Linked DNA regions of Sus scrofa: all the other regions are linked to region 1. A link is a contact called in public Hi-C data. All regions are on one chromosome and are shown on one strand. The core of a region is the stretch at or near the end of the contact, and the rest is flanking DNA. Distances in the headings are between cores, read along the strand shown. Region 1 holds the start of HOXC5 (homeobox protein Hox-C5). Region 2 holds the start of HOXC9 (homeobox protein Hox-C9). Region 3 overlaps LOC102159203 (a long non-coding RNA gene).

What was found. A called contact is a pair of places that touch in the nucleus more often than the background predicts.
Region 2: a Hi-C map of skeletal muscle shows a contact between it and region 1, with 4 times the contacts expected there. The contact joins the promoter of HOXC9 here to the promoter of HOXC5 in region 1. A contact is called at or near these places in 10 of 47 Hi-C or Micro-C datasets (embryonic fibroblasts, fetal skeletal muscle, liver and 3 more) and 1 of 2 datasets of contacts at active chromatin or transcription factors (skeletal muscle).
Region 3: a contact with region 1 is called in a Hi-C map of retroperitoneal adipose tissue, with 1.7 times the contacts expected there. The contact joins the enhancer-like site here to the promoter of HOXC5 in region 1. A contact is called at or near these places in 8 of 47 Hi-C or Micro-C datasets (adipose tissue, embryonic fibroblasts, epiblast stem cells and 4 more) and 1 of 2 datasets of contacts at active chromatin or transcription factors (skeletal muscle).

What each region holds. Positions count from the first base shown.
Region 1 is chr5:19,244,588-19,247,287 of Sscrofa11.1, reverse strand. It overlaps HOXC5 (homeobox protein Hox-C5), which reads right to left and starts at 1,431. Exons shown (of 2, transcript XM_003126202.3): 1 at 900-1,431; 2 at 1-200. The coding sequence starts at 1,353. It overlaps MIR615 (microRNA 615), which reads right to left and starts at 525; the gene lies at 438-525.
Region 2 is chr5:19,211,071-19,213,770 of Sscrofa11.1, reverse strand. HOXC9 (homeobox protein Hox-C9) reads right to left here and starts at 1,281. Exons shown (of 2, transcript XM_021091731.1): 1 at 252-1,281. The coding sequence starts at 789.
Region 3 is chr5:19,289,650-19,292,349 of Sscrofa11.1, reverse strand. LOC102159203 (a long non-coding RNA gene) reads left to right here. Exons shown (of 2, transcript XR_303394.3): 2 at 290-797. Among named protein-coding and RNA genes, the nearest start is that of HOXC4, 41 kb to the right of the region's middle. Within about 2 kb of position 1,354, at least 6 of the 83 cell types and tissues checked have an H3K27ac peak or open chromatin away from gene starts, as enhancers often do. A contact at or near this core is called in retroperitoneal adipose tissue and subcutaneous adipose tissue, where this site is marked.

The sequences.
Region 1 (2,700 bases), core at 182-2,681:
GCTTTTCATTTTGGAATCTTTCTTCCACTTCATCCTGCGGTTCTGGAACCAGATCTTGATCTGTCTCTCGTTGAGACACAAGTTGTTGGCGATTTCTATGCGCCTGCGGCGAGTGAGGTAGCGGTTAAAGTGGAATTCTTTTTCCAGTTCCAGAGTCTGGTAGCGCGTGTAACTGGTTCGGGACCGCTTGCCGTCCGTCTCTGGAACATAAACCCCCCAAGCCAGGAAGGGGTGAATAGCGTGCAGCGCCCCAGCGTCCCGGTCCCAGCCCAGGCCCCCACCCGCGGCCAGAGGGAGACGAGGCGAGCAGGGCAGGACAGGCCCGGCGGGCCGCAGGCGGGCCCGGCCCAGCCCAGCCTGGCCCGGGGAGAGGCGCCTCCGCCCAGGCAGGAAACTTTCCGCCGCAGCCTTCACTCAGCAGCCGGAGGGGCTGAGGGGGTGGGGGGGAGAGGGAGACCCAGGCTCGGACCGAACAATAAGCACCCTCGAGATCCGAGCACCGGGGAGCCCCCTCCCGCCCCTCCCGAGTCGCTGGAATCCTCCGGAGCGGCAAGCGGCGGCCGAGCCGGCTCCGCAGGGGAGGGAGGAGGGACCGCGGGGGGATCCCCGCTCTGGAGCCCCGCGCTCCTCACCCTTCAGATCCCTCTATTTTTTTAACTCCCTCCCTCTCCCCCAAAAATTGAATATTGCCTTTTATACACGTTTTGTTCCTATGATCCAATTATGTCGTCGTAAATTTGGGCGCACACAGCCTCTAAGCCTTTTAGTGGACAGTTTTACGAGCCATTGATGCCTGGATCGTAAAATTTATGGCCGCAGGTTTTTTTTCTTTATTTGCCCCGCATGGCCTATAAAACCCAGGCGGACCCGAGCGCGCAAAATGAAGTCCTAAAGTTTACCGTGGCTCATGTGCAGTTTGGTCATCCACGGGTAAATCTGTGGCGGGGCCGGTGGCTGGCTCAGTCCGGCGGGCTGCCCTGTCTGCGCCTGCTCCTCTTTGATCTCCCCACTGCTCTTAGCTCGCTCCTCCAGCGCTGGGCGAGCCGCCTTCTGACTGTACATCCCGGGGTTCAGAGGAGCCGCTTCATCTCTGCCCAGAGCGTGTCCCGGAGCGGCCGCGGCGCTGCAGGCGGGGCGGTCGGGGTGAGCCCGGGGGTTGGCAGCCATGTCTACCCCGTGGAGAGAGTTGGAAGGCGCAGGCGGTGGGAAAGTGATGCTTAAGTCCAATCCGCCGTAGCAGTACCTGGATGCCTGCACCTCTGAGGCCGATCCATAGTTCCCACAAGTTTGCATGTTATAGGCAGGGATATTGGGGCTCTGCTTATAGAATGAATTGGCTACGTAGGAGCTCATGGCGGGGAGGGCCCAAAAAAAATTTCTGCACCCTTTTTGATTAAGGGTGATTTGTGACTCTTTGAAGTTGAGGGGTTTTTTGTTCTCCAAAGTGCACAATTTATAGGTGGAGATATCTCTTTCTTTATCCTATGCGCTCTTCCCAAATAAGGGAGCCTTAAATAGAGTCACGTGACTCGAGCGGCCACTCATAAATTTGGCTTGATGACCTCCGGGAGGTTAGTGATGGAAGCCGGCGAAACGCATCTTGATATGTTGGCAAAGCCCAACCAAGGGGGTGAGGGAGTGAGAGTGAGAGAGAGAGAGAGAGAGAGAGAGAGAGAGAGAGAAAGGGAGAGAAGGGGGAGGAAAAAAAAAATGGTTCTTGGAATTGGGGGGTAGCCGGGACAACGAGCCCACAGCGACACCTGGTGCCTACTTCGAGGAATTGCAGCCTGGCTCTCTGGCTGGCCTTCAGGCCTTGGCTTTTTCTCCTGTGAAGAGGCTGGGTGTTGATGCAACAAACCCCTGAAATGGCCTTTTAAATTATATTTAATTTTAAGGGGAGATGAAGCTTCACTAGGATGTACAGAGAGGTTTTTTTGGTAACAGATAGCCCTGTCCTCCAGAACCTCAAGGTCTTTCAGTGTTCAAAATGGCTGAAGGAAGGGGTTTGGGGTAGGGAGGCCCCCCTGCCCTGGCTGGAGGGGGTTTATCTCAGGTTTGCTAAACCAAGGGTGGGGATCCCTTCCCTTGGAGGCCCCAGGGCCCTGTTACTGCTGAAGGGGTTGCCTGTCAGCTTGGGAAAGTGAACCCAGCCTCTGGAGTGGTAGACAGGATCCCCAGGAGGAGGGGTCCTGGGTAGGCAGAACTAGAGAGGACAAGAGTGCTGGGGCCTCTGGGATGAGCCTGGAGGTGAGGAGCCAGGGGAAGATGACTAGGCCTCCTCATCAAGCCAGGGAGTCCAGAGTGGCAACAAGGCAATTTTCAATTTGGGTGGGTGGCAGGGGTGGGTGGCAGAGGTAGCTGGGTGGCTAAAGAAACAGAGACACCATGGGCTGGGGAACTGCTCTGCATCCCTGTGTATGACCCTCATGTGGTACCTATGCCAGGTATTTTGCATGGAAAATAGATGTTAACTGACAGCCTGGAGAAGCAAAATCCAGGCCTCCACAAATGTGACAAGAACAGGACAGAGGAAGAGGCCTGTTTTGTGCCTTTGGGGGAAAAGGCCTCTGAACCAGGCTTTCTAGGGACCTGGACCCAGAAGGGTGTCACAGGAGAGCAATTTCTGAGCTCTTTGGAGGTGCAGAAAGGACCTGGCTAGGGCCGACAGGGCTGGGGGTGGGCAGGGCAGGTGCCTGGGCC
Region 2 (2,700 bases), core at 32-2,531, 33 kb after region 1:
AAAGCCAGCTCCTAAGAGAGGAGCCCCCTCAGCCCTCTCCCAACCTGGCTCCCTGGGCCCCCTTCTCAGACCTTCCTGCCCCTGAAAGCTCCCCAAGGTAATTCGCTTTTATTGAGTCCTCGCCCCCTCGCCCTCGCCCCTCTCCCGCGCTCCCTGCACCGCTCCGAGGGGCTGTAATCCGGCTCCCCCCTCCCGCCCGTCCTCTCCTCCCCTCCCGCGCGGGTTGTAAAGGAAAATTGCTCCCAACTTACTGGGGTCCAGGTCGGCCTTCTCCTCTTTGTGCTTGCTGCCGGCGAGGGCGTCCGCCTCGGGCGAGGGCAGGGTCTGCGGGGCGCGGTCGCGCAGCTCCCCGGGCGAGCCGTACATGTAGTCCGGGTAGCTGCGGCCGTCGCCCGGGCCGCAGTCGGCGCGGCGCCCGGGGTAGGCGTCCGGCTTGAGGGCGTAGTGACGGCCCCCGGCCGGGAAGCTGGGGAAGGAGACGGCGCCGGACAGCGGCTCGAGCCAAGTCCGCATGTAGCGCGTGTCGGCGCCGAGGTGGGGCTGGGGGCCGTACGGGTGGTAGACCACGGACGACTGCGAGGGCACGGGCGCCCACGACGTGCTGAACACGGCCGGCTTGGGCGCGAAGCTACAGGACGGAAAATCGCTACAGTCCGGCACCAAACCGCTGGGTCTGGCGGCGGCGGGGTGAGCCCCCGTGGCCGGAAACCTGGACGCTAGGAGGTCTTCATTGTCGTGAGAGATGAGCGAGTCCACGTAATAGTTACTGATGGGCCCCGTCGCCGACATCGTAACAGGGTTTTACATACATAAGATTATTGTATGAACTGTATATGTACTTTTTATCTGCTCACAGAACAATCAAGGCAGGTAATTATTTTTCCAGCCTTTTCCCCGCAGCTCATTGGCTCCCCGGCCCCCACGTGATCGTATTTACCCAAAAATACGGCGCGGATCAATGCGCAGGGGCTTTTTTTCCTGGCTTTTTTTTTTTTTTTTCCCTCCCTTCTCCCACCCCCTTCTCTCTGCTGATCCCCGCGACCTGCGTTTTCCTGGGGGTCCGCAACTCTGGACCCAAGGACCCGGCCACCCCCTCAGGACAACTCGCATCTCAGCAGAGCAGCCCCTGGCCCAGGTCCACCCATAGGCAGATGGCCTCCGCCCCCACCCCCGGGAGGATTTCTTAATGGGGTGAAAATGCCAGTCCCCGAAGCCAGGGTTCCGGGACCCCCGGGGCCGAGCTGGGCGCGGGAGCCCCGCAGGGGCGGAGAGACCCGGCGAGGTAGGTGGAGGAACTATTTCTTGACGTAATCCGTCTCTGTCGGCCCCGACGCTCCCGCAGTCTCTGCGCGAGCCGAGATCAGCGATTGTCAGTTCGGAACGTGGCTTTTAAAAATGCGTTTTTAAATAGTGTGTATGTATGTATTTCTTTCAGGAGCTGCAGCAGCAGCGAGGGAGGGAGAGTGGGAGGGGACTGGGGAAGCTGGGGTGGAGGGAGGGAAGGAGGGAAGGGGAGCGTCCTTCTGCCACTGGCCAACTCAGCCCCCCAAATCTGGGGCAGGGGAAGCTTGGGGAAGGTGGTCCACGGGTGGGAGGGGTAGGACCTTGGGACCTCATCCACCTTTGTCACCAGAAGTCCTCTCTTTGCTTTGGCACAGACATGCAAACGCCTGTATTTTAAATTTATTGTCTATATCTATTTATCTTTCTTTGCCAGCCTGAAGAAGTGGAGGAGAGATCTACACAACTTCAGTGGGGCGTACCCATCCTGTCTTCCTGTTCACCCTCCTCTGCCCCCAACTCCATCTCTGAGACCTCCTGCCCCCCCACTTGAAAAAAGAAGTCGCTCGCGGGCTCTGTCTGCAGAGAGCCAGGGTGAGAGCGGGCAAGGCGAAAGAGCGACCTCGGTCGTGGGCAAGTAGCTTGTTTTTACGTCCTTCAATAAAAATTTTATGAGGATCATTTGATTGTTCATAAATGTGTCTTTCATTAAATAAAATTGTAGGCTGTTTTTGGAACGGGAAAAAAGCTACAGAGGAATGGGAGAGAGCAATTTCTTTGGAGTCAGATGCAGGAATTCTGGAGGGGGCAGTGTGATTGTGGGGACGATCACACAACTTGGATTCCTCCCCCCAATAAGTTGGTTGCTACCCTCCTCCTTGAATTTGGGGTTCGCTGCCCAGCCCTCTGCTTTCTAGCAGACTGTCCCGTGGTGGTTTAGCAAAGGTGGGCTTTGGGCAAGCAGGACATTCTCAGTGTAGGTGCAAGAGAGGGGTCAGGGAAGTTGGCTGGGGGCGGGGGAGAAGGGCAGGTGATGTCCCCAGAGACAGATGCGCCCTGGGCATGGTGGAGGGAGTTTGAAGGAGGGGTGCAATTTCAGGGTCAGCAGGGAAGAGTCTAATTTGCGCTAGGGGAAAGAGGCAGGCGCTGAGGCTTAGACACAGGCTCTGAGGCAGCAGGGAAGGGCAAGTCTTCCCAGACCCGAGATGCCTGCCTGCCCTTCTTTCCCACTCCTGTCCCCAGGAGGGGACCAAACGCCAGGGGTGGGGGTGGAGGCTGCTTTTTTTTTTCCTGCATCTCTGTCAACTTGTCTCCTCTGGGGAGAAGAAGGGCTAGAGAGAGGTGTCCCAGAGATTGTAGGATATGTGTTGGGGGGGGGGGGAGTTGAGGGGGAAGGGTAGATCTGCAGCCTGCAGCACT
Region 3 (2,700 bases), core at 105-2,604, 45 kb before region 1:
GCGCGGAGAGGGCCCGCGTTTGGGTTCCAGGCTGCCGCCGACGAGGCAGCTGCCCAGGGCGATAGGGCTCTGCGCCGGGCGGGCTGGGCATCGGCTGGCGACCTCGCTCGGTTTCAGCCTCCCGGGCCCGGCCTGCGGTCCCCTTCTCCCCAGCAGCCGCCGCGCCCTTTCTGCTCTCTCGGCGGCTCCGATGCCCGGCGGGCCGGGGGCTTCCCTGGTGCGAGGATTTGGGGCCTACGACGAGGGACAATGACTCAAGCCAGCTTCTGCTTCATTTTTTCTCCCCTAGGCCTCTCCCCTTGCCCGAGCTCTCAGCCGCCACCAGGAGACTGACACGGAAGGGGCTTCTGGGCCGCCCCCCACCAACTCCTGCCTGGTTTCCCAAACTTCAGCGACCTCCAGCCCTCTTTGGGTGGAAAATAGCAGGGCCCAGGCACCTCTTCTTCTTGTCATTTGTGACCCGTGCTCTCATCAGGAATATCTTACAAAGAAGGAGAGGAAGAAAGGTTGGCTAGAGCCCTGTTTATATCTAGTTCTGCAGATCCCTTCACATCTGGAGAGTTTATTTATAACTCCCACTATAACTCTCTCTGTTTGGAGGCACTGGTGGCTCTATTGACAGACTGATGTCTAGAAAATATTGCTCTATCTCTAACCATATCTAAATGTGCTGCGGTTGTATGTACAGATTTATGCTCGAGGGAAATATAATTATTTCCATTGTATTTGTGCATATACAATAGTTATAGGAGCAGATTTATATATGGGAAAATATATGACTCTCTTATAGCCATCCAGCTTTATGGACATTTGATATCCTGACAGATTTATAGCTCTGAGCAGCTATATAGATAAATGCATATCGTGGAAATTATGTATCAGGAGATATATACTTATTGATTGTGATATAGAGTAGTTAGAGCATTCACTTAGCGCCCTATATGGCTATGGAGTTGTTTCTATATTATTATCACTATATATAGGCATATCTATTTATAATGACATAGTTATAAAAATAGACATAAGTAATTATAGTCCTATATGTACATGCTGCTATCTTGCTAGAGTTATAGACCCTTGTGCGTATAACTCTGTAGGGATATCTGTATGTATATAAGGGTGTAATTATCTCATGATGTGTGTGTCCTGGGGCTTAGGCCAGTCTGTCTCTGTTCAGGCATATTTATATGCAGGGGCTGGGAGAGACTTGTTCACGGAAATGTTTTCAGAGGGCCACCTCAGAGGCTGTATCTGGCCATCTAGGAAACCAGAGTTCTTTGCTTCACGGAGGGCTGGAGTTACCAAGGGGTGAACAGAGCCTAGGAAGCCTCCCGGGAGAGGAGGCAGAAGGTAGGAGATGGGGACCGGGAACAGATAGTTAAGGGGGAAAGAGGTGAAAAACGTGGGGACCGCAGAAGGCAGAACCGGTTTTGTGAGAGGCTGCAGCTTAAGGAAGGGGAGGCAGTGAAAGTCTGAGAACCCAGATACACTCTCCACCCTCCACCGAGGGAGAGGGCAGACCTTAAAGGGCCTTCAGTGTGGCGTTTAGGACACCACAAGTCAGCTCTGGCCTATCCTACGCCTGGTGCAATTTCTCTTGAACCCTAATCTTGGGATCTCAAAGGGTGAGCTTTAGGGGTGAAGAAACATAGGAGGGACAGGGCAGGAAGAGGGGGGCACTTTCACCACCTCTGCTCTCTGGTAACAGGGCCAGGAAATCAGGGTAACATGACCCTACAAAGCTTGTTTTCGCCTGGGCTTCCTGTGCCCCCAGAAAGTCTGGTGGATTCAGGGGTGAATTTTCCAGTATGGGGCCTATTCTGATGGGAGTTTGGGGAGAACCCCTCCTTCTCTTCTCGGAGGCCCGGGCTTCGAGGGTCTAATTCTGCAACTGGGCCACTTCCTCTCTGTTGTTTCCCAAATTGGGGTTTCCTGGAAGCCCCCTCCAGCTCCCTAAATGCCCTGCCTTGGGCTTTTAGGGGAGAATTGGACCTTAATGAGCAAGAATGTGAACCTGAACCTCTATCCCGCACTCCTCCCACTCCCATCAACTGGCTGTCCTGCTAGCCCCCTTCCAGGCGCCACTGAGTCCAGGCTCCACAACTGTCTCCAGCCATCAGCTACCCCCCCCCCCGGGGGGGCGGACATTGCAGGGGGAGAGAGAGACACCCTCAACCCCATTTGTTTTTTTCTTTTTCTTTTTTTTTTTTAACCAGGGAGCCACAGGCATCTTTGCTGAACATTTTGCCAAGAGTTTCTCTGCTCTTAGTTTCAGAGGCCAGCTGGGCTTCCAGGATCTCTGGGATGCAGGAAAGGGAGTAGAGACCCCTCGGCTGGGGTTAAAAGCCAAACGCCAGCCCCCATACAACTCTGCTCTCTGGATTGGAGTGCCAGGGCAGGGACTCTATCTGCTGCCTGGCACAGAGGAGTTGCCCAATACATACTTGTTGCAGGAAACTGAGTGGCAATCAATGCAAAAGCTTTTGGCAGAGGGAGCCTCACCCTTCATGGCCTGCCCAGGCTAGCAGGCATCTGAGTACCCAGGCTGGAGCTGGGCAGGGGGATCGCGTGGCTGGTGGCTGCAGACAGCTCTGGTAGGAGAGTAGCCTGAGCCCAGAGGTGGGGGGTTAGAGGATGGAGCCAGGAAATGGGGGAGGGGGCAAAGCAGGCTCAGTTCCCCACCCTCAGTCTCCAGGCTCC